2 separate regions of the Mus musculus genome follow, and region 1 is linked to region 2. The links are chromatin contacts, called in public Hi-C maps. All regions are on one chromosome and are shown on one strand. The core of a region is the stretch at or near the end of the contact, and the rest is flanking DNA. Distances in the headings are between cores, read along the strand shown.

What was found. Hi-C and Micro-C count contacts between places; a contact is called where the count stands out from the background.
Region 1: a Hi-C map of bone marrow-derived macrophages shows a contact between it and region 2, with 21 read pairs. The contact joins two enhancer-like sites. A contact is called at or near these places in 9 of 39 promoter capture datasets (the 3T3-L1 cell line, the C10 cell line, the HPC-7 cell line and 6 more), 2 of 15 datasets of contacts at CTCF or cohesin (the NIH/3T3 cell line and large pre-B cells), 1 of 484 Hi-C or Micro-C datasets (bone marrow-derived macrophages), 5 of 115 datasets of contacts at active chromatin or transcription factors (the 230-238 cell line, the HPC-7 cell line and embryonic stem cells) and 1 of 9 other capture datasets (embryonic stem cells).

The regions. Positions count from the first base shown.
Region 1 is chr2:117,178,344-117,182,475 of GRCm38.p6, forward strand. It overlaps Spred1 (sprouty protein with EVH-1 domain 1, related sequence), which reads left to right. Exons shown (of 7, transcript NM_033524.3): 7 at 1-3,936. Among named protein-coding and RNA genes, the nearest start is that of Mir674, 4.7 kb to the right of the region's middle. Within about 2 kb of position 2,343, at least 13 of the 459 cell types and tissues checked have an H3K27ac peak or open chromatin away from gene starts, as enhancers often do. A contact at or near this core is called in bone marrow-derived macrophages, where this site is marked.
Region 2 is chr2:116,941,050-116,944,685 of GRCm38.p6, forward strand. No RefSeq gene overlaps it. Among named protein-coding and RNA genes, the nearest start is that of Gm46758, 26 kb to the left of the region's middle. Within about 2 kb of position 1,587, at least 97 of the 459 cell types and tissues checked have an H3K27ac peak or open chromatin away from gene starts, as enhancers often do. A contact at or near this core is called in bone marrow-derived macrophages, where this site is marked.

The DNA.
Region 1 (4,132 bases), core at 1,093-3,592, 240 kb after region 2:
AGAAAAGTTAGTACTTGGGAAATTAAGAGATAAGACAAGTGCAACTAAATCATTGGTTGTTTTTTGAAAGCAGTTTTATGTATAAATAACAAATGTTTATATTTAACTAAATGTAAGGTACGAACTATGACATATTAAACTTTTCTTGCCCTTCCTAGTTCTGAGGTAGATGTGCACATATCTGCCACCACATTCCATATGTGTTGAGTAGTTAACTCATCTAGTTAATAACGTTTGTGTCCATGTGAGAGATTCGGTGAGTTCATCCTCAGCTCTCTTGGGCTGCAGTTTATATTGAGTCATATCTGTACATTCTGGAGATCTAAAATCTTTAAAATACTCTAATAGCCTTGAGTGACCAACCTTTTTTTTTAAAGCACAGATGTAATTGTCTAATGTTCTGATGGAAATGTAACACTTATTTTTATATAAAGAGATTGAGTAAACAGAAGAAATTGAGGGTTCCTTTAGTTGTTTTGTTTCTGTGGTATTCAGCCAGCAAGTTGTTTTCTTTCAGAGTTTCCTCCTTCAGAGAACTTAACTGCATTTATAAACGTTTTACAAGGCAGAAGCATTAACTGGATAGTTAGTGTGAAACAGTTTCCGCTTGAGATCTCCATTTCTCACTCTGCTGAGCCAGAACTCGCACAGCTGTTTCACTGATTTTCTGTGCTTATTACTCACATAACAATGGTAATTAATACCTTTCAGTTGCATTTTATTATATTTCAGGAGCAAAGTTACTTTGCAGTAACACATATGCAGAATTCTCCCAGGAAAGTATTCAATCCACCATTGTGAATGGAAATCTTATACACCACATTCCTGTCGCAGAGCATTTGTATTATGGGATGTTTGATTTACAAAGTAGTGTGATATGCTCCAGCAAACAGGTTAAAAATACTTTGAGGTCAAATTGTCTTGGTTTTGTTTTTTTAAAGTGTTACTATTAAAACTCTTGTGAGGGATTGTTGCAAAATACTCCCTCAGGAAAGAAAGCAGTGTGCCTTTTTTGCCTTTTTTTTTTAATGGATTAAAGTTTCTGAAGTGATAAAAATGAAAATCACACTACCATTTGAAGTCCATTCTCCAGGTTTTCAGTGTCATTTCTGTGCAGTCAGTTTTATGTGTCACACTTCGGCTTGTGTTGGCTTTCTTCTTTTGCCCCAGATTAAACTGAACAATGTATATATATATAACACTATCTGTCTGTAAAATACTTTTTTTAAGAAAGCATTTATATTTATATGACAGCTTGAACTGACAACATTATGTATATAGATCATCTTGAAGTATTATTTCACATTGAAAAGAAGAAAAATATATTGATAACTATAGATGTTATGAAGAAGAGGCTATTTCTAGTTTTGTACTAAAAATCAATTGGATGAACTAAATCCAAAACCAGACACTGTCGCAGCAATTTTCAGTCTTATTTTTACTGTTTCTACATTGGAGGCTGCTGCACAGATAGATGATCTTCGTCCTTGCTGTTTTCAGAGGAGCTTGGTTTCCTAGAGCAGACTGTTACCTTTCAGGATTCCTTTTTCTTGCTGAAGTAGAGTCCTGGTTTTCCTTATGAGTGATTATCCATATTTGTAAGTTCTGGGTTTGTAATTCAGGTTGGAGCAAGGTGTGAATAACTAAAGAAAATAACTTGCTGGCAATATAGGAAATGCCATGGAAATAAACTGTGTATATACTTCTGAGAAGAACAAAATTAATCATTTTTTTTTTCTGTTAAGCACTAGTCACTATAGTGCATCTCCTGGTTCTGTACTGTATTTTATACGCAACGTACATGCTTTAATATTTTAATGTTTGTGCATTAATATTTTCAGTTTGTTTAACCACTTTGCTGCTAAGATTTTGCCATCCCGTTCCCATTTTTTCCTTTACAATTTTAAACATTTCTCTTCATTAAAAACTATGATAATGAAATTGTTTTTTTTTTAACCTTGGATTTTTGTAATTAGCACACATGAATTCAAGCCAGTCCAGAAAAGAAACTGATGATATAATGTTAATGAGTCTCTTTGTGAATTAGATGGACAGTTTAATCCAATTCCCAACATGTACGTGTAGGTGGATTCAAGAATGATTTCTTGTTCACTGTACAGATTGGGCGCTGCCATTGGGCATTTTCTTTAAAACTTCTCTTTTGTCTAGAATGTAAGCAGATAGCTCAACAAAACTGGTGAAGTAAAAGTAAATATTGAAAATGAAATCATCTGAATAGCGTGACCCAAAAATTCTCCAGCTGGGGGGCCTGTTTGCTCCTGATCTGTAGTTCTCAGAGGATGCTTGCAGCCTGTGGGGAAGCCTTAGATTTCCTGAGCAGTGCTTGCGGAGCTGCAGTGCCACCTGCTGGATGGCTTTAGACCAGCGCTGAAAGATGGAAATGGTGTCTCCAGTAAAGGAGGGCTGTGGGCTGTTCAGGGTGGCCAGTGCCCACCAGAGAAATCGGGGGTGAGGAAAAGCGCTAAGGAGTGTAAGTAAGTCTTTCCCCAAATGCATATGGTTGCTGGAAGAATTGAAGCACTTTTTCCTTACACATCCTGTTTTAAAATATTTATTGAAACTTGGAACTGGCAATCAAACTTATGTATGTACTGAAGCATTTATACAACCAGTTTCTTCAACTCAGAAGCCATTACCAAAATGGTATTCCTATTTTCTTCCCAGTACCAGTCAGGGAGAATTAAAAAAAAAATAAACATAATTACCTGTATTTTATCATGACAACTCCAGAGAGTGTGTATGTTTCTGAGTAGATGTTGATGAGGCAGGACTTAAAATTTAAAGAGAAAAACTTGAAACTACCTATTTTCATTGGTTATTCAGCAGTGCCTAAAATGAGCTTCTGAACTATTACAAATGCACTTTGGATTCATGTGTACAGTGCCATCTGGTTCTCTGGGTCAAACTTGCTTCTCCTCTCCCTCTTTCTTCTCCCGTAACTAAGTGGCACACAGGCATTTCTTAGTGTTCGTGTCGGTCTTCAAAGTGCAGAGAACGTGGTGGAGAGAATTTTATGGATCTTTTTTTTCTGTTAAAATTGAATGTCTGATTATATTTGCAACATGTAACTTGGATTAATGTGTTTTAAAGTAATTTTAATTGTAGTCCAGCAGCACATTGAGCAAGTGTAGCTTTTCTGAAAAGTAACTTGGAGAACTTCAGTTAACCGATAAAACCAACTCATCACTAAATGTCGCTGCTCTTCCTCTTGATTTGATCTAGATCCCACTTCTGCGTCTTACAGGGAACACCAAAAAGTTGCTAGTAAATGATAGTAGAGAAATAGAGGGAGTCAAACAGAAAATATTAAAAATATGCGCACACAGACAAACAGAGGTGATTTATACAAACCAGAATGAAGGTGGGGAGGGAAGGAAAATTACAGGGGGCTTTAAAAGGTACCAGTTACCTAGCAGCTGGGCAATTAGAAACCTTTCAGTTGCTTTGGTACACTGTCATCCATTGTTCCCAAAAGCTAAATTTGCAAAAGCAATTAGTTTTATTTCATTTTTTCAAGAATTTCCTAGTCGAAAGCCTTTGTATTAAAGATGCACAGGTTTTTGTGTGAACAGGTTTTTTTGTGAACAAGTATGTTGTACATTTTTGCTGTTATCTTGACCTCAGAAGTGCCTCACTTGTATATTACCCACCCCACCCCCACCCCCACTAGGAGCCTGCCTGCATCTTTCTAATAAGCAATGGAAGCCCGCTTAACTCCTGTCCTAATGCATCTTCTCACATAGAGCTGACTGGCTGAGAGTTGTGAGTATATCATGTAAATACGCACATAGGAGTTTGTAACTGCTTTTGTTCTGTCATATCATGTAATTGGACGTATCAGATGGTAGACTCTTTGTTTCAGTGATTTCTCCTCCCCTGGAATTACCTGATTAAACCAAATTGTGAAATTTAAAAGGGCTTTTCTCACTTCTTCAGAACATATAGCTGTGTAAGATCCTAATCACTGGAGAAGAAAGCAGGGGAATTGGACACTTTCATCTGAATGTGGTTTCATTCTTATGAGCTGTATCCTCTAACTGAAGGTTTACCTACAGTTCGACTTCATCACCTCACCCTTGATTCCAGATAATTAATTGTTAGTTGTTAGTTT
Region 2 (3,636 bases), core at 337-2,836:
GCAGTTTGGCCAGAAAACCAAAAGTTACAAAGGACTTTGCAGATCAGCAACTTCATGAAGGACCAATCAACTCTTCAGTAGAAACTATTATATGATAGGATATACTGCAAGACTGTGTCTGAACAAACGCCTCTTCAGCATCTTAGCACACTGTGTCCATCAATCCTAACCACTACGTCATGGTCCTTACCCAGCACCAGCCATGCCCCTGCAGTAAAAGACAGGTTTCCATCTATGTAGGTTCTCTAGACATCAGTAAATACCCTGACATTTCCCATCTGTCTTCTGAGGACCTTTCAAGTCTGTAATAGGTTATTCCCTCTCTTCAAACTAAAAACCAACACAACTTACTATCACAGGTTCTACTAGATTTCAGACGCCATAGGAACCAATATTTAATGTGAGGCCCTAAAGCATAGATGCGATAGAAAAAGTCGTTATAATCCCCTCTTGTGGTTGCCTGTATGTGAAATTTGAGAACAAGGAAAGGTAAGATGTATTGTCATTTCATAAGAAAGAAAGAGAAATCTACCAATATATACTGCTTTAAATGTGATGACCGACTTTCAGGATAGCATTTGAAATGTAAATGAAGTAAATACCTAATAAAAATTGGAAAAAGAAATACAATAAAAAAAAATGTGATGACAGAGTTCCACAACTAACATCTCCCTTGGCCCTTATAGTGATGCCATGAGGTAAACAGGGGGATACATCAGGCTCATTATTATGAAGATGCCAGACTCTTGGATGCTACACTTGAGATTTGAGACAGAGAACTAGAAGACAACTATGACTTGTGGCCCAAATGTGGTCCAGGGTCTGCTTATGTAAATACAATTCTATTGGAACGCAGCCTGCTGATTTGTTTACATAGTTGTCCATGGCCACTTCATCCACAACACAGTCTTGCTATGTAGTTCGGACAGAATCCATCTGGCCCACAAAACCTGAACTGTGCACCACATGACCTTTTTACAGGAAAGGTTTGCTAATGCCTGGTTCAAGACACTATATCACAAAGTTAACTCCCAAATATATGGGACAAAGTTATTAAGCAATAAAGGCCTTGAAGATATGAGTCAAGCAGTTCTTCATGGGACACACAAGTTGATAAATTGCCAGGCACCGAAGAGTTATTTATTTGTGTACATACCTATTGAAGCAGAGTGGCTTCAAACTTGAGTTCCTCCTGCCTCATTCTGGAAGCTGAAGTGTGCTACTGTGCCTGCCCCCAAAAACGTTTTAAGTGATAAGAAGGGTCCTCCAGGAACTTCTCAGTCTAAGTGTGAGTCAAGGATGTTGGGCTTGTTAGTGAAGGATGACTGCCTGACCATCCCAGCGAGCATTCATACCGCAGCAATGAAGGTATTGTTGGTGACATTTGAACCCTAAAGACTCCCAGCAGGACTGAAAGCTGAAGGGCACACTACAGTTGCTGAATTGGCTATCATTAGGAACGGAAATGCACATGAAGTGGGCGAGCATGACTTAGCAGGAAATGCATCAGCAGCCTCCGTGGCTCACACAGTCAGTTTTCCTGGAACTCACAGAATGCATTACATCTGTGTTTGACTTTCCCTTTGGAGCAAGCCCTTGAGCCTCCCCACACTCTCTGCTTCCTGTGCCTATCCTTAGTCCTTCACAATAGACTCTCCACAAGGCCCTCCCCTGAAGTGCTAGAGCCAATATACTTTGGAGGCCAGCGAAGGCGTTTAAGTCAAACAAATGCTTCGTGTGGGTCAGTCGTTGTGACTCAGTTCCTCCAAGGCAGTGATTCTCAACCTTCCTAATGCTGTGGCCCTTTAATACAGTTCCTCATGTTGTGGTGACCCCCAACCATAAAATTTCTTTTGTTGCTACTTCATAACTGTAATTTTGCTACTGTTATGAATTATAATGTAAATATCTGATATCCAGGATGGTCTTAGGTGACCCCTGTGAAAAGTCATTCAACTCCTAAAAGAGCTGTGACCCACAGGTTGAGAAACACTGCTCCAGGGGACCACTTTCACTGGTGGAGAGCCGGATACTGGGAATTTATCTACAATCCTGCATGCCTGCTTACTTTGTGACATTCAAGCTTAAGGACAGAGGTCACAATACAGGAATTCGTCTTCATCACACCAGGACTATGTGGCTGACAGGACAGAAACAGATTGTAAACAAATAGAAACCAAAGTGGCACTGTGGGAATTTTACAGAATTACTTTTGGCTGTTTGTTTTGTTTCTCTTTTTTTGAGACAAAATCTCAGGACGTAGTCCAGGCTGCCCTCAGAATCACAGTGCTCTTCCTGTACCAGCATCTTCAGTAGTAGGTTCACAAGCAGGCGCAGACACAAGGGGCTTGTAAACCAAATCCTTTATCTGAAAAAGACGACATCTGAGAAGAGTTTTCTCAGATTGAACGCAGTTCTTCAAATGCTCACAAAATAAACATTTGAGGTTGGAAAATTGAAGGAATTTTTTTTCTAGTTTCATTTCTCTTTCTAAGATAGGGTCTTGTGTAGCTAAGGCCTGGACATTGTGATCATACATCCCCTGGCTTCTAAGTGCTGGGATTGCAGGCCTGCAACACCGGGACTGGCTAAAGTAGTTCTGTCTGATAAATAATAAAAGGGCAAGATAGAATCAGATAAATTAAATATCTAATTATATGTTTATGCTTCTTATGCAAGATAACATTACCAGATGATGTGAAGAAGCAATCAATGTGATTTTTATCTTGTACTAATGAAGGGAAGAAAAGCAGTAATCGGAGGAAACTTAATTAGCAAAAGTATGCCGTTGCTTCTATTTCATTTTCGTGGCTTGCTTTGAATTCCCTATTATTTTGTTAAGTATTTTGTTTTGTATTTAATTGTATATTTCTTTACACATAGAAAACCCTAAGATTATAAAGCATCAAATACCCTCTACATTCCCCCCTTTACTTCCATGGGGTGTGTGTGCATAGTCTATGTTTATATCTGTTTCTCTCTGTGGTTTTGTGGTGTGTGTGTGTGTGTGTGTGTGTGTATCTTGGAGTGAATCTTAAAGACCCTCCCAAGCAGCCAGCAAATCCAGCCTGACGGATGCTTGCTATACTCTGTTAGAATATCTCCTTAGCACAGTGGCCTTTCTTGACACCCATATGAGTTTCACACTCAGTGACATCCTATCCACTTACCTTGAACTATTTCACCTTATTAGGTTTCTTTCTTTCTTTTCTTTTCTTTTTTCTTTCTTTTTTTTTTTTTTATTTCTTTTTGGACAGGTTACTGTGTAGCCCTGGCTATTCTGACACTTACTCTATAGACCAAGCTGGTCTTGAACTCACAGAGATCTGCCTGCCTCTTCCTCCAGAGTTCTGAGATTAGAGGTGTGTACCACCATACCCCACCCAGCACTATATTCCACCCAGCATCCTTTAGTACTTTAGTAGCTTGCTTATGACCAACCTGTGTGCAGTTTCTCCAAGTAGAATGCAAGACACAACCACCGTGGACCTAGTCACTGCCCGTGCTCTGGGCAAAGCTTCCCAGGAGTGTAACTGGTTTCAAAACTCTGTGTTGAATGGATAAATGAACAAAAGAAAAAAAAATGAGTAAATGAAACTATTAACACTGAAGTTCAAAAGGAGAAAAGTGGTTAGT